2 separate regions of the Zea mays genome follow, and region 2 is linked to region 1. A link is a contact called in public Hi-C data. All regions are on one chromosome and are shown on one strand. The core of a region is the stretch at or near the end of the contact, and the rest is flanking DNA. Distances in the headings are between cores, read along the strand shown. Region 1 holds the start of LOC100283020. Region 2 has its middle 53 kb from the start of LOC103652983.

Region 1 (7,551 bases), core at 1,598-4,097:
GGAATCCAGAGGTAGAATGTTGCTGTTAGAAGTGCAAGGACTTACACACTGAAGAGACTTCGCAATTCCTCTTCGACTACAGTATCACCGAGATTACCAATGAAAAGGGTATTGCAGGGAGGATTATCCTTTGTGTTCTGCGATAGTAAATTTTAATTTTTCATAATAAATTATAACCTTTAGAATCTTCAATATGAACAACTTAGAATGAGTTGTCAGTTGTCACCATAGACCCAAGACAAACTTCAACTACATTACAAAATAATGCTGCAAACATTTGCTGATTTGCCTTCTATATAGTATTTCATGTACTGAAATTATTCAAAGGGTAATAAAATATTCTAGCAATTAACTGATCATCTAATTTCATCCAAATGTAAAGATTTTGTGACAATCAAGCTTTATGCTTCCATATACACATAAAGGAAACTTGACCATGAGAGATACACCAATGAGTCAGTTCAATAAAGGTATAAAACAATGTTGACAGCAAATTGAATAAGTTGGAAAGGAATTTCGTAGAATGACTAAACAATAAATATTCTTGATTGACATATCTGAAAGAACAATTTCTTAAGGCAATTTATACCAAGAGTCCAACAGTAATTGTCAATCCAATTCTTCGTTCTCAAGTTTTCTCGAGTCCCAACCAATGATACAGATACATATCATGAAACTAGTCAGTTGCACGTGCATTGCCACGGTTTCTATATATCATATGAGTAGAGTTTGTTTTAATAAGACACAAAAATATGTGTGTTCTATTGGTTATGTGGGTGTGAATGTGGAGCCAACAACCAAGGTTCAAACCTCCATTTGTGCACAATTTTACTTTATTTTTGCATTAAGCAGGAAGGGTGACGTGGGATGACCATTGAAACTGGTGCTTTATATAGTAGATAGAGAATTGCAGTGACATAGGCTTCAGCAAACTATCAGTATTTATCAGAAGTTCACATAACTAATGATATCCAAGCAGACATAGCAAGAGAAACAGGGTGAAGGAGTCACAGTTTGATATTGTTATAACACAAGCCCTGGCCTCAAATATTTGTAGATGAAACATGAATCATGCAAGTTATTGTCATGCAGCAGAGAAAAAACTTAATACAGAAAAAATGGTTGTCTCACACTTTACACTGCTAGACCTGTCAAGACTGGTTCAATACAAAATCATGACCATCAAAAAATAAATAACGCAATCTTTTATTAATGAATCAGGCAATATTTACTCTAAAATTACCTGCACAGGAGCATAGGCAGTTGGTCCTGTAACAGGAGCAGGTGAAGTCATCGCTACAGGGGGGACTGGATACGCAGCATATGGATTGTAAGGAGGTGGCGCTGTGATATAACTGAATCATATCCAAGAAAGAGAAATGATAAGCCCTTGATGAATGATTAATTACTGCATGGGAAAAAAGAATAAACACTTACCCTGGGGTTCCCCACATGGAAACAGCTGGTGGAGGTGGATGAAATGGAGGAGCATAAGGAGAATGAGTATAATCTCCACCTGTTCGCAACCGTTTACTTTGATCCACAGCATTTGCATCAATTCCCACACCTAAAATGGTTTTAATCATTCAAGACATAATAGATATGCAAAACATCATAGTAACCAAACCATTCATTATACTGGAAGCAAACAGCTATTGAAGGGGCAATCTAAGATCAAGCTGGACCGTTTTGTGCGAAGCAGTAAAACTGGCAAAACACTAGTATTGCATGATCAAAACAACCTGATCAAAACAGTTTTGTACTTCAAGATCATATATTTGACATTGATCAAAACAACCTCCAGGTTACAAACGATGACAATACCTTCTTCCAATAAAGAAGCCAGTGCATGGGCCTGCCTTCCGGTTACTGATTTTTATAAGGTTTATTGCTTTAAATTTGTTGTGTAATTAAGGGAATTCTATTAAATTTCAAAGAAAAGGCTAGGGACTAGATATCATAGGCCTTGTCTCAAAAACCACAAACTATGTTCAGTAGATGTTGTGAACTCAATGTATCCAGCATCACAGGTTGCTCCTTTTGAATTTGAACCAAACAGAAGAGCCATGACAGCACATGGAATGAAGATTATCCCAACAACATTGTATTAATGCATCAATAAACTCTATCTATGCGGTTGGAGATTCCATTAATTAATATTGTATGCTACTAGAGCGACAGCAGAGAGAACATGTGAATGTTAAGTGGACAAAATCTCACATCTCTTAACGAAGAGGTTCTTCTTGGCCATCTCGGTGTGCAGCGCCACCTTGGTCTCAGCATCGAACACCATATCCTGCAGATGACGGGTGCCCGGGGTCACATCTCATCCCTGCGAAGTCCAAACCCTCGCCCACCATCAAGAACCGAAACAAACCTGGAGCGCAGTCTTTGCGGCGATGGCCTGGTGCGCGGTGGAGAAGAGCGCGAAGCCCATGGGCTGGTCGCCCTTGAAGTTGATCTGGGACGCCTCGAATCCCGGGAGCCAGCGCAGCAGGTTGTGCAGCTCCCTTTCCTTGACGTCTGCAGGGAGCCCCGTGATGAAGATAGTGCGGACCTCGTCCGGGCCAACGGTGCCAGGCGCGCCGGGGACGGGGGGTGGAGGAGGGACGGCGACCGAGGCCGCGGCCCCCGGCGGGGGCGGCGCGGCCGCCGTGGGTGGCCACTGCTGGAACGGGTGGATACCGGCGCCGGCCATGGAATTACGCTAAACCTAGCGGAAGAGACAGATTGGGGTTTGGGGGCTGGGAGGGCGAGGGTTCGGAAGGAGGAGATAGAGAGAACGACGAATTGCGGATTTGGGGATGGAGATGATGAGACGATGGATCTCGGGATCTGGATTGTGAGTGAGACGGGGGGGCACGGTACGGTGGTAGGCCAGCCAAGCTGGCGCCGCACCTGGCCACCTGCTGCATGTTCTCCCGTTAAATTTTTTTAGGCTATTTTTTTAACTCCGTTTTTTCCGAGAGATTTATATTTTTAAGAAAAATTAAACTAATTTCTCGAAAAAATAAAAAAATTGAAAACATGTAGTTTCCAAATTAGCCCTTAATTTTATTTTCCGAGTAATATCTCTTTTATAGAAGTGACTGTGCATTATACTACTCATTTTCATGCACTTTCTACACATATTATAAAGTTATCTCCGGTGGATCCTGGAAAATATGAATTTGCACTATACATATTATTTGTAAAGTGAAATTTAAAATAGGGGATAGAATAAAGGAGTTGTTAGGGATAGTCTAATGCTCCGTTCGAATGTCGATATTGAAGGACATTATCGGATACCTAGGAACGGGTACCCGAAGTAAGGTCTATAAATAGGGGATAGAATAAGAGAGATCTTAGGGCGCTCCAGGTCGATAGATCACCCAGGGCGTCCCCAGATAATGTGGAGTCGCCTAGAAATTAATAGGCAGCCGAGACATAGTATTTTTAATGGACAACTAGATCTTGCCCCCGGGGAGGGTAAGATCCTAGGTTCGTCTTGGGGTTGGCATGCCACACAAGACGGATCTAGACGACGTAGAGTCAAATAGAGGTGTAGGTGGATATGCGGAAAGCTACAACTAAGGCTAGGCTACATCTACTCCTAGGGCAGAAATGATAAAGGAATGATAAATAAAGTAATTGGTTCGATTGGAATGTGATCGGGGGTTCTCAATCGGTTGTACCCCTTCATATATATATAGGGGAGGTCTGGACCCATTCCTAGGCGATAGCTAACAAACCCCACATGATTAGATGGACAAACACGCATGAGATAAGGATAATCGTCCGAGTTAATCTGATCACGGGGCCACGAATCGTCCGGACCCTAGGGCTGGACCATTCGTCACTTTTGGTGGTCTACACATGCCCCCTACCTTTTGGTGGAGCTTGGCGAACCAAAAGCACCAGCGAAAACTTCAGAAACAATTGACTTCATGATTTATTTTGTTCCCGAAGTAAGGACTCAACTCGATGCAAGCCATCAGCTCTTGTGATCAGATAATATAAATATTTGATTGAACTTTGATGTACAAAGGTCGTTTCATATTGCATTGTCTTCGGCCATGTCTGCTTGATCAACATGTCAATAGGCAAAAACTTGTGGTGCCCCTAGCCTGAATAAGCAAACGGATTGAGCCAGCAATACGGATTCGTCGTCATACCACCCCACACTTGAGTAGGACAACACATCGGCGATGGATAGACTGGGAAGCACCATGCCATCCCTGGAGGAGGATGACTAGGTGATTTTGGTTGTGCTACCTTTTGGGCCGGTTTAGTTGGCTTTTGATTTCGCACGGATCGTCTTTTTGACTTCATTTGTTTTATTGGTCGGTTGCGTGGAATGACCTTCTTCATTTATTTAGCAAGCAGCTGATCAAAAGTAGGACCGACTCTGCTAAGTCGGCCAGACGTCTTGGAAGTGTTTTGCTTCCCAATACTTGTTTTGAAATGTTGTGGTCCGACGGTCTGAGGTTGCTTCTTCTGGTCGTCTGAGGACTGTTCGGCCTTCATAGCCAGACTGTCCGCGCCTGTCTCGGACTGTCCGACCTTAGTACCCGGATCGTTTGGCATACGTAGGACAGGTGACCGTGATCGGGTGTTCGATCGTGCTTGCCCCAGTGCCTCCGGTCTTCCTTTTGTCTGGAGACTTCCGAGTAACCACTCTACGTGACATATTTTGGCGTGTGAGGATCACCAACGACGATACTTTTATCTTTGCTTTTATCGATCGCACATGGTTGAACTAAGACTTTTTTGCTCGTTGGATCTAATGTGGTGACAGGGATAAGTGGCCTATCAATCTTCACCTCTTTTTGAAATCTCAACCGACCTTAGTTTATAGTTGATTGTATTTGTCGACGGAATACAACACAATCATTGGTGTTATGAAGAAAGGAGCCATGCCATTTACAATATACACGTCCTCTTAATTATTCAACTGGAGGAATTATATATGACAATTTAATATTACCATGCTTAAGTAACTCATCAAATATTTTATCACATTTAGCAACATTAAATGTGAACTTAACTTTCTCCTTTTGTGTCGAGTGCGGGTGAGAGCGAACAAAAGATTTAGCCTTAGCGGGCCAAACAAACTCAGTGACGGGTGACATTTTCGGCTCTTGAGGCTTGGGTGGCCGATTATCTTTACGTCGGCCTACCGCACTAGGCGGATCATAGGTGACTTCTGGTGCTCCAGACGGTTCGACCTGTGCAGTTGTACAGTCTGCGAGTGGACCGGACCGTCTGGTACTATGTGACCCTTGTGATAGGCTCTATGTGACTCTAGACTGTCCGACATAGGGTGTTGGACGGTTTGATGAAGGGTCGAACGGTCCGAGATCATGTGTGAAAGGGAAATAGGCTTACACCTTTTCCTAATTGATTTTGGTGGTTGAATTGTCCAACACAAATAATTGGACTAACTAGTTTGCTCTAGATTATAAGTTTTACAGGTACCAAAGGTTCACAACAAACCAATAAAAAGACCAAGAAAGGGTTCAAATAAAGAGAGCAAAAGACAACCCAAAGGCAGCCCTGGTCTGGCGCACCGGACTGTCTGGTGCACCAGGGAACCCAACTCCAAACTTGCCACCTTCGGGAATTCTGGGAGCCGCTCCGCTATAATTCACCGGACTGTCTGGTGTGCCAGCGGAGTAACGGCTACACAGCGCGAACGCTCGTCTGCAACGGAACAGTAAAAGTGAACAGTGCGCGCCTGCGCGCGCAGAAGTCAGAGCAGCGCCAGAAGGCGCACCGGATAGTGAATAGTGACTGTCCGGTGCACCACCGGACTGTCCGGTGGCCCACCTGTCAGAAGCTCCAACGGTCAGAACCCAACGGCCGGGTGATGTGGCTGGCGCACCGGACTATCCGGTGCGCCATGCGACAGAAGCCCTCACCAACGGTCACTTTGGTGGTTGGGGCTATAAATACCCCCAACCACCCACCATTCATTGCATCCAAGTTTTCAGCCATCAAACCACATACAAGAGCTCTAGACTTCATTCAAAGACACAATCAAAGAGATCAAATCCTCTCCCAAGTCCGGAATCACTCCAACCAAATTAGTGACTAGAGAGAGAGACATTTGTGTTCATTTGAGCTCTTGCGCTTGGATTGCTTTTCTTCTTCCTTCTTTCTTGTGTTCAACTCACTTGTAATCAAAACAAGAGACACCAAGTTGTGGTGGTCCTTGTAGTGGACTTAGTGTCCCATTTTATTGAAGAGAAAAGCTCACTCGGTCTAAGTGACCGTTTGAGAGAGGGAAAGGGTTGAAAGAGACCCGATCTTTGTGACCACCTCAACGGGGAGTAGGTTTGCAAGAACCGAACCTCGGTAAAACAAATCACTGTGTCATCCGCTCTTATTCACTTGTGATTTGTTTTTCGCCCTCTCTTTCGGACTCGTTTATATTTCTAATGCTAACCCTGGCTTGCAGTGTGTGCTTAAGTTTGTAAATTTTAGATTTGCCTATTCATCCCCCTCTATGCGACTTTCAATTGGTATCAGAGACCGGTGCTTCATTAGAGCCTAACCGCTCGAAGTGATGTCGGGAGATCACGCCAAGAAGGAGATGGTGATCGGCGGGAACAAGCCTACAAGCCCCGCCAAGGCTACAAGCCACGGGAAGGCTCCATCAAAGGAGTTCGACAACAAAAAGAAGGAAAGATCCCCCTCGCGCATTAGGACGCACAAGGATGGCGAAAAGAAGAAGAAAATGAAGAAAGTTGTCTACTACGAGACCGACTCTTCATCGCCATCTACATCGGGATCCGACGCCGTGTCCGTCACTTCTAAGCACCAAGAGCGTAAGAAGTATAGTAAGATCCCCCTACGCTACCCCCGCATTCCTAGACATACTCCATTACTTTCGGTCCCATTAGGCAAACCACCGACATTTGACGGTGAAGATTATTCTAGGTGGAGTGATATGATGAGATATCACCTAACCTCACTCCACAAAAGCATATGGGATGTTGTTGAGTTTGGAGTACAGGTACCATCCGTAGGGGATGAAGATTATGATGAGGACGAGGTGGCCCAAATCGAGCACTTCAACTCTCAAGCAACTACTATACTCCTCACCTCTCTAAGTCGAGAGGAGTATAATAAGATGCAAGGGTTGAAGAGCGCCAAAGAGATTTGGGACGTACTCAAGACCGCGCACGAAGGAGATGAGGTGACCAAAATCACCAAGCGGGAAACGATCGAGGGGGAGCTCGGTCGCTTTATGCTCAACCAAGAAGAAGACCCGCAAGCCATGTACAACCGGCTAAAAACCTTGGTGAACCAAGTGCGCAACCTCGGGAGCTCCAAGTGGGATGACCATGAAATGGTCAAGGTTATTCTTAGATCACTCATTTTTCTTAACCCTACACAAGTTCAATTAATTCGTGGTGATCCAAGGTATAAACTAATGTCTCTCGAGGAAGTGATAGAAAAATTTGTGAGCTTTGAATTGATGATCAAAGGCTCCAAGAAAATCATCGAGCAAGGCGCCACCTCAACACCCAAGGTGCAACCCGTAGCATTCAAGGCGACGGAAGAAGA
Region 2 (7,551 bases), core at 2,674-5,173, 260 kb after region 1:
CGCCAGAAAGTCTACTGGGAGACGCCACCTAGATCGAATCGAACTCCTCGTGATGTGGCTCCTCTTGAACCACCTGTTCTTCTCCTGTGGGGGGTGTGAGACAGCAAGGGTGAGCTCACACATGTTCATCGCTCAACAAGTTGTGGGGAATAATGTGCATGAACTCACCAAAGGTGGGAGTTCATGTGAAGTGTAAGACTGATCAATAAAATAAAGGTTGAAGCTGAGCATTGCTTTTATAAGTTGGTCAAAATTTTATTAGCAATTACTAAGTATAAGTAAATACCAAACCTTAGTAAAAATAAGTAATAGTAATAATAAAATAATCCCAATGCGATGCAAATGACAAATTGAGTTTTAATTCCATAGATTAATCATGTGAGGGTCCAAGCTGCTCATGACCGTGAGCACGACTAGTATACCAGTTTTACACTCTGCAGAGGTTGCGCATCTTTACCCACAAGTCATGCTACCCATCTGCCAATGGGTCATGAATCCCATACACCTCTACCAAAGAGGCGAGGTAGGGTAACACTACGAGTCCTTTACAAAGTTTCACTAGCTTCAGAAAATCCGCTACAGTTTATAGGAAGCTCCAATGCAGGGATCTCTCGCCTGACCGCCATCGCAGCAAAATCAACCCAAGGACCTCCCTACACTGACCACTCCGCTACTGCCCTTGCCCCTTTTGGGTAAGGTAGTCATCCACTAGCTTTCCTAATTAGTCAGCTAAGGGCATCCCATACTACCCTTGTGGTAGCACTATTTTCTCGGGTGGTCGCTCCATGTTCCCATTAACATAATGATCTTATCATGAACATAAATAACATAACAGAATATTAGGAATATGGATATAATGAAATATTATCCCAAAACCATATAAAGCAATAGCATAACTACCTAATGATTCAGGGGTACACAAGGTAAAAAGAATAACCAATCTAGGGTGACCTATTGGGTCCCATCAAAATTAAACCTAGGGATGAAAACGGTTTCGGAATTTTTCGGTATTCCGGAAACCGATTTCGAAATTTTTCGGTTGGATTCATCGGTAACGGTATTTTTCGAAAACGGAATCGGTTTTCGGAATTTTCTATCGGAATCGGTATCGGAATCGGCGTGGTGTTTTACCGACCGTTTCCTTCGGTTACCGGTTTTTGTCGGAAATTACCGGATTTGTGTCTCGGAATTTTCCGGAATTGTATCTCGGAATTTTTCGGAATTGTGTCTCGGAATTTTTCAGAATTTTCCAGCATGTGATTTTTTCGCATCGCTTGTACGTCTCTAGATAAGGATTACTTATTTTTGTATTTTTTGGACACCTTTAGATTTTTTTGGATAGATGGTGTTGGAAGGCAGTTGAGATTAACGATTTGGTCTTTTCCACACACTAGGTTTTAGGGTTTTTCTGTGAGGTTGTGAAAAACTCTTTATGTGAGGAAAAAATATTTCATAAGTAAGCATGCCATGTCAGCTAGATCGAGTGGATATTGTGAATTGTGAACTTTGAGACTATGAACTTGTGATCTTTATGAACTTGTTATACTGTGAACTTGTTATATTGTGAACTTGTGATCTTTGTACACTTTTTATATTATAAATTTGTGATCATTGTGAACTTTTTATATTGTGAACTTGTTATATCATGAATTGTGAACTTTTAGTCTTTGTGATCTTTTGTCAACTTTGTTGTATTATGAAGTTTGATATATTTACCGATTGTATTTTAGATTTCGACCGTTACCGGTGTATTTTCCGTACCAAACTTTCGTTTCCGATGTTTCCGAAATACCGATATCGTTTCCGTTTCCGAAGTTACCGTTTTCGATTTTGTTTCCGATAAAAAAATATGAAAACGGTAATGGTTTTAGTGTTTACCGACCGTTTCCGACCGTTTTCATCCCTAATTAAACCTATGCATGAATAGTGATAATAAAGAATATTATTGGGTAACAAAAGTGGATCAAGGGCACAACTTGCCTGGCACTTGAGATTCCAGTTACCAGGGTGATTCTTGAGATCCTCGTGACCTCACTGCTAGTCGTAGCAATACAAACAAACATAGTATAGACAAAATTAACATTACACCAAACATAACGACAAATTGACTACTAATGATCTACGTGAAGCTACGAGATCGTGGGCTCAAGAATCACTAAGATCGGAGTTACGGTTAAGGAGTTGTGATCTATGAGAGATTTATGTGGTTGAACATTAAATTATATTATAAATTGATTATTATGAGAAAATATACTCTAAATAATCATTTCAACTTTAATCTAGATCATGTTTAGTCACCTTATAATCATAAACAGATTAATCTTTGATTAAAAGGGTAAATCTACTAACATAGATTAAATAAATATCTAACTATAAAATTATGCAATATGGTATAATTAATACTATCACTGTATACTAAATATTTATATGAAGCTAACGCAATTGGAACGAGTCAAATCGGATTTAAAACGAAGAAGTTACAAATTTCCTAAGGTTTTATGTACTTGATACGAGATTAATTAAGAAATAAATTTTAATACCATTTTCATGTTAAAACAGTGTCACTATGTGATAAACAACATTATTACAAAATTATAGGAACTAGAATGGACTAAAAAGGAGTAAAGATGCATTTTCTAGGAATTAATTAAGTTTCTGCAATTAATTTTATATTGAAAATCATTTCCTATATAATTTTCTCTAGTTTTATTAATTACCTGGACAGCGCGTCAAATACCAGAGAAGGTAGGGTTTCAGGCGCAAAATGAACCTAGACACAATCTACACCTCCCCTAGGAGACCGGGTTGATTACTGGATTCTACAGGGCTCTTTTACAAAATCAAACGGCGAAGGGGTATCGACATATCAGGGCCGTTGGATCAATTCTGGATGGCTCCGATTAGATCTAACCCTCGCCAGAACCGGTATGCACTAATAGTCGCTGGATTAAGATCAGACGACCCAGACATTTTGAACCCCGATCCACCACTCGCTACGAGATCAGTGGTTCACACCACCCGGATCCAATCCCCTGATCATCCCCATTGATTAACCGATCAACGGTTCACGGTGCATCCTCCCCAGAGCTAATCCTAGCCAACTGGCGAAAATCTAACGGTCAGTACGCCGCCTAACCAATACTCAACGGCAATGGCCGGAGCTGCACATGACTCCGGCACGGTGGCGCCATGTCCGAACACCCAGGCACACGCCCACGCTGCCGGCACTTCGATTCGACAGGAGCTACACCCAACGGGTTTGGGGCGAGTCCACGGGCGTGGTTCTACTAGAGATTAGGTTCCAAACCCGGCGGTCATACCTAATCTGCGGTAGCCCTATCACCAGTGTTCAGGCGATCCGAAGACCGAGCACTATACTCGCGATTTCTTCGTAAAATTGTGGAGAGGATGGCTAGGCGAACCGATTAGGTAACTACTTACCCGGGGTGGTGTCGAGACGAGCCACAGCCACGGGGCGGTGTGGCCCGCGGCGGATGTGATTCTCCGGTGAGCAATTGGTGAAGTTCCAGGGCTCCCCCAGGCTTGCCGATGCCTCGACTAGGTTGCCCACCATCAAGAGCAACCCCTCGATCTACCGCGGCCACCAGAATATTAGCGCAGACGCGGAACAACAGCGGTGTCGTCGAGTTTCCCTACCTACGCACCTCACGCCAATGGCGTTTCGACCCTGGCAGCTTTATCGGAGGGCTCGGAACAAGAGCACGGCGAGGCTTGGTCTTTATACCCCCAAGACCGATTCCTAACAGCCACGACTAGATTCGCGTGGCTATTCCACGGCGCGCGCGCACGATGGGGAGGAAATCCCGCGCGGGGTTGTTGCGATGGAGGGGGGAAGCTCTGACAAAATGGCCCCACGCGGCAGAGCAACCAGGACGCGGGAGCAGCAGGCTGCGGCTGACATGTGGAGGCCCATTCATCAGTGAGGCTGACCCAAGGGTCTGCCCGCCAGCGACACGGGGTGGAGCGGTTGAGAGCGGAAATGGGCCGGCCGCGAGGGGAGAAACGACCCAGGCGCAGCTTTTTTTTTCTCCTTTTTCTTTTGTTTTTATTCTTTTCTGTTTTCTTTTATTCCTGATTCATTTGAATTTAAATTTTGAATTCAACTTAAGTGTAAATTCAAGTTTATGTTAACTATGCAATTTGATCACACCAACATGTGGTGAAGTTATTTAATTATAACATTATTTTATTTTGCATAATATTTCTCTCCTTCCTTCTCTATTTTCAATTCCTTTCATATTTTGTATTTCTATTTTGAATTATATGTAAACAGGGTTCAAACTTAGATCAAATGTACAATCTCAAATATTGGTATAAACAATTTTATATTTACTTATACATCCATATCCTTTATTTTTGTGTGGTTTTTCCTTCTCTTTTTTTTTCAAATTCTAGGATATCTTTTAGACCTTAAAATTATCTTTGGACTTTAATAAATTTTCTTTTTTACATTACAAAATTCCAATTCCAATCTAGGATATAGTTTAAGAATTCAAACTTAACACACACTCACAATCAATTATGGAGTAATAGATATATATTTATTTTAATTGATTTATTTGTTTGATAAATGTTTGAAATATGAGACACACTCATGGTTCCTTTCTTTTTAGGAAAATGGTATTTTGAGTACGGAACTTGAGTTTAAAGTTACTTCGAAATTAAATATTCATGTAACTAAATACTTATGGTGCATCATTTAGTGAAATGCATAATCATTTAGTTGAATAGAAAGCTTTTCTATTACTCTTCTAAAATAATTCTTGGTTTCCAAAATTTAGTTCTCAATTTTCAACATTCAAGTATAATTTGAGATATCTGAATTTACTATTTTATCTCTTCATATATTTATTTTATTAATAATAATATTTTTATACAGATTTTGGGACTTACACAAAGTAACCAGGTGCGGGCTGCCAGTGATGTCCTTGCTACTGAGGAGGTGGAGGAGGTGGCATTTGCTGAGCTGGATGTGTCTCAGGCTGAGTGGCGAAGTCATTTGTAGAAACTCCCTCATCATCAGGTCAGGGGGTGAGAGACCTAGTGAGAAAACCAATCTCATTATTGATAGGTCTAAATGGAGTGTGAGCAGTCTCACACCGCCCCTCAAATATGGTTTTGGCCCTGATTAGAGCCATAATATATGGAGCGCAGGCCAGGTTTTGATTTTTATCCATCTTTAGATCATTGAACTGCCTCATCATAAATAGAACCACATTCATCACTTTCCCCTTCATTACATGATCAATAATATTCTAGAATTTATCTTTGATCTAGCTTTTGTCCCCACACTTGTGATGAATAGTGACCCTGACAATCTTGTTGATAACAGTAGGATGATGCCTCAGTCCTGGAGTCTCTCCAAATCGCCGAGGGATACCCAGCCTGACAGGTTCATAATACTAAGCATAGTCTTCAAACTGATCCTCAGTATAAAGGTCTACCCCATGTGAGATCATACCATAGTCCAGAATGTTTGCAGTGGCAAACTCAGCAAAAGTAACCACATATCTCTTGATCATACCACTGTCCGGTGAGTCGTCCGCGGCGAACTCGTCGCTCTCGGGAAAAGCTTCAGGGCGACGTGGCTATAATTCACCGTACTGTCCGGTGAGCCAACGGTCGCCTGAGCAACGATCAGCCGCGCAATCTTCGCGCGACACGTGGACTGCTCCAACGGTAAGTTGGTGCACCGGACTGTCCGGTGTGCACCAGACAGTGTCCGATGCGCCAATCAGCCCAGAGGAGCAACGATCTGATATACCAAATTTGGAAGGAGATCGCGCAGTGGCGCACCGGACTGTCCGGTGCGCCACTCGATAGAAGGCAAGGATAGCCTTCCATGTTGATCTTCAACGACTCCTAGCTGCCTTGGGGCTATAAAAGGGACTCCTAAGCGCATGGAGGAGGACACCAAGCGTGTGTTTGGTTCCTTGGCTAGGCAGAGCCTGGTTCATAAGCTCATGCAGGCCAAGCCAAGCCTGTATTAGTGGATGCAAGTAATAATTTGTGTGGTTGTTTGGTTGACTGAATGTAACCAACCAGGATTTGGTGAGCACGTGTTTGGTGTGCACATGTATAACTGGATGCAAGTAATATAGGACCGTGTAAAAAGCTACTAATAACACAAATTAATATCAGTATGACACTTGTATGTCTAATATCATTAGCTGATAATTTTGTACAGAATTTTATATTAACACAAGTTGGCTACTATATAGAGTTTTGTACAGCATATCAGTCTGATAATCTGTTGATCAGAAATAAAGAATTCTTTGTACAAAATTTTAAATACATGACACTTGTAAATATATGACACTTGTACATACATGACACTTGTAAATACATACACTTGTAAATAAATACACTTGTAAAACACTTGTAAATAGAAACCATCTAACTTCTAAAACCAGCAAATAGAGATAATTGGATTAACAAGATAGGATATATAATAGAATGACAGACAGACAAAAAAGAGGATGGATGGAGGTATGGGGCGCTAAGAAAAGGTGCGCCGGATGAAGAAGTATGGAGGCCATTAAAAACAAACAGCTGAAGGCTCCTTATCTAATGACAGACAGGCAAAAAGATAGGACCATCTAACTTGTAAACAGCTGAAAACTTGTAAAAGATAGGAGTGTCTTTTCTGAAACTGGCAAAAAGCAAATAGAATAGCAAATAGAAACCATCTGATTTAAGATAGGAGTGTCTTTTCTGTACACTATTTACAAGTGTTCTCAAAAAGCAAGTTTTCTGATTTAAGCAAATAGCAAATAGAATGACTGAATTTTAGTACATGACAGAATAGCAAATAGAGACCATCTGACTTGTGTTCTCAAAATGGTAGGAACAGAACATTAGGACTTGTAAATATCTGAATCTGGTAAATATGAAACCCTTGCAAAACCAGCTCAAGATGATAGAACAGAATAACAAATAGCATCAGGACTTGTAAATATGAAATAGTTATTAATATTAGCCTCAACTTAGTAAAATTGATCCTACATGACAGTGTAACCAGCTCATTAAATATGAAATAGTTATTAATATAGATAGGAGTATCAGTTCTCAAAAACCAAAACCAGATCAAGTGTAGCATATCTGTTCTTAAACACCAAAAACAGCAAAACAACATAAATGACTGTTATTAGTGGCTGGCTAACTGAGTAGGCTTAATATTCACTTTTGTTATCATCATTGGCATAAAGGACACACACATCAGATCAAGTGTAGCATATCAGTTCTCAAACAAGGAAATCCATAGGACTCAGGGAAACATCATTGTTCTCAAGTACCAAATCTGTTCTTAATCAGGATAAAGGAGAGACACATCAGATAAACTGTAGCATATCTGTTCTTAAACAGGGAAACCCATTGAACTCAAGGATACATCATTGTTCTTAAGTAGCATCTAGTATAGATGGAATAGAGCAAGTGGACCAAATCTGTTCTTAAACAGTATAGATGCCCATAGACCCATAGAACTCAGGGATACATCATTGTTCTAGACAGATCAGATCACATAAGTTG

Evidence for each region. Hi-C and Micro-C count contacts between places; a contact is called where the count stands out from the background.
Region 2: a contact with region 1 is called in a Hi-C map of leaf, with 4 times the contacts expected there. The contact joins the enhancer-like site here to the promoter of LOC100283020 in region 1. A contact is called at or near these places in 2 of 25 Hi-C or Micro-C datasets (endosperm and leaf).

What each region holds. Positions count from the first base shown.
Region 1 is chr4:27,666,008-27,673,558 of Zm-B73-REFERENCE-NAM-5.0, forward strand. LOC100283020 reads right to left here and starts at 2,848. Exons shown (of 8, transcript NM_001155922.2): 1 at 2,378-2,848; 2 at 2,221-2,296; 3 at 1,438-1,567; 4 at 1,244-1,355; 5 at 46-137. The coding sequence starts at 2,698.
Region 2 is chr4:27,927,873-27,935,423 of Zm-B73-REFERENCE-NAM-5.0, forward strand. No RefSeq gene overlaps it. Among protein-coding and RNA genes, the nearest start is that of LOC103652983, 53 kb to the right of the region's middle. Within about 2 kb of position 3,924, at least 18 of the 20 cell types and tissues checked have an H3K27ac peak or open chromatin away from gene starts, as enhancers often do. A contact at or near this core is called in leaf, where this site is marked.